Linked DNA regions of Salvelinus alpinus: region 2 is linked to region 1. A link is a contact called in public Hi-C data. All regions are on one chromosome and are shown on one strand. The core of a region is the stretch at or near the end of the contact, and the rest is flanking DNA. Distances in the headings are between cores, read along the strand shown. Region 1 holds the start of LOC139583329 (eukaryotic translation elongation factor 1 epsilon-1-like). Region 2 holds the start of LOC139583341 (transcription factor AP-2-alpha-like).

Region 1 (2,959 bases), core at 241-2,740:
GTCTCTCCTCCACACGATCGTGACAAGGGGCTTCTCCAAGGTCCTGTTAGACCCTCTCCGTACACAGCTCACCAAGCCCCTCTATCCCACAAGGGTAGAAGGGACTTCTCATGAAAAACAGTGGGTAGTGGTACACATTTTCATTTGACAAGAGACTACAATAAAACTGACTAACTTGCAAGAGGAAGATATTTAAAATGTTTTGACTTTCTAATACTGAAGAATCTTCACTATTGTTTCTGGGTCTCTACCTTCAGTATGGTCTTGATATTGTCTTTGTGGCATCCATCCACTTTGGTGAGCCTGTACTCCAGCCACTGCTGCACTACAGCCTTGTGTTCTGCTGACCCACCCAGTAACTCGGGCCGTTTGGCCTCTTGGACCAGGTGAGTGGCGATGGTCACCAAGCCGACCAGAGCTGGGCCATTATTACTGTGGAGCACGGGTACCTGGGTGGGAGAGAAAAAGAATGTGTGCATTACACATTTAAAAAAAATGTATACCTTTATTTAACTAGGCAAGTCAGTTAAGAACAAATTCGTATTTACAATGATGGCCTACCAAAAGGCCTCCTGCGGGGACGGGGGATTAAAAATGTAATAGGACAAAACACACATCACGACAAGCGAGACACCACGACACTACATAAAGAGAGACCTAATACAATAACATAACATGGTAGCAACACAACAAAACAACAAAACATGACAGCAGCACAAAACATTGTACAAACATTATTGGGCACACTAAGAGCCTGATAGGAATTATGGACACATGAAATAAAACGACAACCCTGTAACTAGTTGTCAACATCCTGTTAGAGACACTATTTAAGCGCTAGTTGCATACTTGCTCAAGTCATTTGTATAGCTGGCTAGCTTCCTAAACAACAACACACGCACTGTCACTACCCCATGTGGTACAGTATGTCTGTTTGTTTCTAGCATTGCAATGAAGGCTGTTGAGGCAGAACTAGTACTGCACACTCACTGAAATTAGCTATAGTACGTGTAGTAGTAGCAGCAAGATATGTTGACAATCCAATATGCAATTCACATGGCAAATTCATTCAATGTTAGCTTAACGTTAACTGGCTAATGACAACACATTTTTATCTGAAACAATGATTATTACACATTTATTACACATCTTTGTTCCTAAGTGACCTGCCTTCGCTAAAAATAGAAGATAAAAGAGTTGCTAAAGTTACGGACATTATCTTGTTAGCTAGCTAACGTTAGCTTTTCTAAGGACAGTAGAGTAGCATGTGCTCGCTACTCTTTTTAACCTACTGTTCATGTGGTAAGGTCTATAATACTTGGCACATATAGATAACTGTGACCGCAACCATTAGATGGCAAATTCACCTTCTTGTCTCCCTGAGTACTGTATTTGTTAGGCTTTTTCAATCCTAAAGATTTTTCCAGCGATGACAGCTCTCTCAACGCCATCATTGCGATATGTCTGCTGGGCAATGGGATGGCAACACGATTGGTCGAGATTAGTCATTGCCGCCCACTAGACTCAAATGGACAACATATTCAGCCAATGGTGACATGAAAAGTGGTTTTTATTTCGTTTCATTACATTGTCTTTTTAGCCCTGCTAGCTTTTAGGTTACATTGCATCAGATCAGATCAATAACTTTAATGACCAGATGAAACAATTATACTATAAAATAGTATAGGACTAATTTCTCCCTGAATATTTTGTTACAGAATATTTTAAAACATATTTAAAACACACTTACATTTTCATTGTAGGCTACACATACATTATCAAATTGAGAATGTTTAATTGTTTAATTCAAATATCTAAAATTATATGTTTCTTGATTAATAAAAAATAATATTTCAGGAGAATAAAATAGCAAAAAAAAGAGAACCCACTGAGGCACATTAAAGAGAAGTTTTGATTGTTGGAAGGATAGCCCGTGTTCACAAATCATACGGTATTTGGTTAATAATATAAGGTATACTGTTAACTGAGGAGTTTTAATGAATTAAAAGTGTATTTTGTAATGGATGTGCATGTTATCCTACAGAAAATACTTGTCTCATTTTAATTCACCAAGCCTGATCAATGATCCTTTTCATGCCAACCCAAGCCAGCACGGCATAGATATTTTCTTTACACATGGCACTATACAGCATGTCTTGGCTCCATCTTATAATCAAATTGTAATCAATCAAATGTATTTTATAAAGCCCTTTTTACATCAGCAGTTGTCTCAAAGTGCTTTACAGACACCAAGCCTAAAACCCTAAAGAGCAAGCCATGCAGACGTAGAAGCACAGGCAGACGGGGCAGAGGGCGGAGACTTCTGATGTCATAGAACCAATGTGTCAACAATATTCTTATTATGTCATGATAATATTATAGGCTAAAGGGGTGCCTCGATTTGTTATGGGAGTGCTCTGCACTTTCGGCCACTCCCCTAAATCAAAAGTTTCCTACAGCTGAATCTATAATTCTGTCACGTTCTCACCTTAGTTCCTTTTTTATGTCTTTGTGTTAGGTTGGTCAGGGCGTGAGTTGGGGTGGGTAGTTTGTCTCTGATTGAGAATCATACTTAGGTAGCCTGTTTTCCCCATTTTGGTTGTGGGTGTTTATTTTCTGTTTTAGTGTCTGTTCACCTTGCAGAACTGTTTCGTTTTCTCCTCGTTGTTATTTTGTGTAGTGTTCAGTTTTCTATTAAATTATGTCGAAAACTTACCACGCTGCATTTTGGTCCTCTTCTCCTTCGGCAGACGAGAATCGTTACAAATTCAAACCCATCCTACAGCTGAATCTGTAATTGAAACCCTTCCTACAGCTGAATCTGTATTTCAAACCCGTCCTACAGCTGAATCTGTAATTCAAACACATCCTACAGCTGAATCTGTAATTCAAACCCATCCTACAGCTGAATCTACCATTCAAACCCTTTCTACAGCTGAATCTACCATTCAAACCCTTT
Region 2 (2,924 bases), core at 41-2,540, 710 kb after region 1:
GTCACTGTCATGTAAAAGAGGGACCACTCTAAAGTAGCTATACAGCTCCATTGACGACATGGAAGAGCGCTGTTTTTGGAATGTAAATAATTAACACAACAAAATAGCTTGTTTAATGTGAATGAGGATCTAAAGTATTTGGTCTCAGACCCGTCGCCGGCGAAGTTGAGCACCAGGGGTTTCGGGTCAAGAACCAGGTCGCCAACTACAGATTACCATTTTTTGGTGGGGTACCTTTATAACTAGTTGTTATTAGAGAGAGGACCTATGAAACTAGCTCACAATGACAACTATCGTCTAGGTAAAAGTGCCTTAGAAATCGTGGGATGTGTGTGTCTGTGTGCTGCGGTGTTGATTTTAGAGGTGGTGTTCTTTCGGAGAGTGAAACCTAAATCTCACCATGGCTTGTGTTACCGACCTCATTTTCACCGCGTTAGAACGTTCTGTTTCAAAATCTACATTGAATTATTATTTAAAAACCCCTTCACCAGGCCAACATGCAACATACACAGTAATACATCGATCGGATAGATTTGTTTCGAACTTTGAGATGACAAGAACCACAAGTCCTAGGCGAGCTATACCTTTAGTATATGTTATTTCAAGTGTTGGTTATTTACCATCGAAGAGACGAATTATCATATAAAATGAAAAGTTGGAGTATATTATGTAAGACTGTGCTATTTTAATAGATTTTCTATTCACACTTTTTTTTAAACAAAGCAAAGCAAAACAAAATGTGTGAGCACGGTTCTTTCAAATAGATGTTTGAAAAAATATATACTGTTCACACATTCCATATAGGCTATTCTTTGCTTCTTTATAGGGACGGTTTTCTATATTCTTAAATTGCTTGAGCGGTATAGCCTATGCATCATGTTAAACAGACTTTCCCAAAGTTAGCACAACAGCCAATACGGTATTGTTAATCAGGGGTAAATGGGAACATTATTAACGTTTGAGGAAAACTAACACTGTACAAGTGAAAATAATTTAAACAATACCTATAGAATATAACTTTATTTATATTTAGGCTAAAGATAGTGCTACTAATTCTACAAGGCAATCGTTTATGGCCAATGCATTTCCCCAATAGTGTCCATAAATTCGATATATTAGCTTAAACTCCTGTAGTATGCACACGTTCAATAACACCTTTGTCTTGAAACAAACAACACATACCTGCCAATCTCCCATTTTGCCAATTATCGACATGATTTTTTCTTCAATCTGTCCTGATATGGTAGCTTGCATGTCGTGTAATCTCATTGAGCCTTCGGTCCCTAAAACAATTTGAGCTTTTACCTGTGCTGAGCGAGATTACCTCACCTGGCCATAAAAACCGTGTGTGCCACCTGGTTGCGCATGCGCAATGGACCGGGTGTGTAAACCTACCTGAAGTAGAGGTAATGGTCTCATGTGAATTTGCATTTGGGTCTCACTGCATTGAACATATGAGAGAAAAGGGTACAACAGCAACTTTTTTATATATTGGCTAACTGTTGTGGATAGGCCTACTCAGCGAGGTCAACAATATAACTTTGCTAACGTGTTACAATTTTTACATGTATAAATACTAAACTAAATGAAAAATCTTATTGAATTACAACATGTCAATAAGTTGGCTCTGTCAATTGGTTGTAAAATATATATTCACATTCAAAATGAAACTGTATCAGGATCAAATCTGATGGTTACTGTAACATCATTACTTACACACAGTCTACTAGATTCCCTTACGTGCATTGGGGTCACGGTTTATTTATCATCTGTTTATTTCCTACTTATGTAAACTCCTCGGGATGAACTCATCTTCATCAGGCACACCAACAACAACAAAAAGAACAACACGTGCGCGCGCTGAGAGGATAAACGTATTTTCTTTTAATTTCTAACCGAACACATGTCGACTCTATCCATGTTGCGGTCAACAACATGGTGGCGTTGCACTGTCAATTGCAGAATGGAAAGATATATGGCTTGAGCAATGTTATGTTATTTAGTTGATATACATATGATAAATAAACAATAATAACAATTATGCCATGTCAAATTCAACAGTGAATTGTAAGCTAGGCCTATATAGCATAAACAACAGGCCTTTACTTTTGAGCATACTTTTCCTAAGAAAACCCAGCTCAGTTTGAAATAGACAGTCACACAATTTTTTAACGCAAACACTCAAATATTTTAGATTAAATTTTTTAATTTAACTTGCACACTTCTTTTGACGGTTGTGCTATAGTCTGTCATTGGCAACTGTGGCAACTGTCTACAACCTTGTAATCTATACATGTTTGAGGGAATATTAAAGTTTGACTTCAAAGACAATCGATTTGAGAAGAGTAGAAGTACAGGCAGGAGTACAGATGAAATAGAACAATCTAAAATATATTTCAGAGCAGCAAGGTGTACTGGAATACTGTACACAGGAACGCTGCAAGTGTGTTGTGTGAGTTCTGGACAGGATAAGTTTCCATGTTAATATCCAACCTGTTTGTCTAAGGCTTGGTTTCAACCGCTAGCACCCCTACCACGAGCCCCCGGCACAATTTCCGTTAAGCACCATAAAACCGTGCAAGATGCTTAATTGGCAACGATACTGAAACGACTGGTTGCACTTTTTGGGCATTGATATATCTCACAATTTAGTAATGGTAATGCGCATGTAATGCGTCTTGCCAATAACAACACAACTGTATTATCATTATCATCATCAGTAGTTGTTGTATTTCAGATGTTTAGATGTAATTCAGATGTTTACTGAATGAACAGTCCAATGCTAAATAAATAATCTACTTCACAACATGACATGTCATAGAATGTGGTTAATTCATATTTCGTGCTTAATTCTTATTTACCCAAACCTTGGCACATAACTTTATTCATTATCGTACAAGTAAGGCGTGATGAAACTATACCTT

Evidence for each region. Hi-C and Micro-C count contacts between places; a contact is called where the count stands out from the background.
Region 2: a Hi-C map of muscle shows a contact between it and region 1, with 5 times the contacts expected there. The contact joins the promoter of LOC139583341 here to the promoter of LOC139583329 in region 1. A contact is called at or near these places in 2 of 3 Hi-C or Micro-C datasets (muscle and red muscle).

The regions. Positions count from the first base shown.
Region 1 is chr8:57,044,080-57,047,038 of SLU_Salpinus.1, forward strand. It overlaps LOC139583329 (eukaryotic translation elongation factor 1 epsilon-1-like), which reads right to left and starts at 1,491. Exons shown (of 4, transcript XM_071414287.1): 1 at 1,368-1,491; 2 at 252-449. The coding sequence starts at 1,454.
Region 2 is chr8:57,755,410-57,758,333 of SLU_Salpinus.1, forward strand. It overlaps LOC139583341 (transcription factor AP-2-alpha-like), which reads right to left and starts at 1,291. Exons shown (of 7, transcript XM_071414301.1): 1 at 1,183-1,291. The coding sequence starts at 1,269.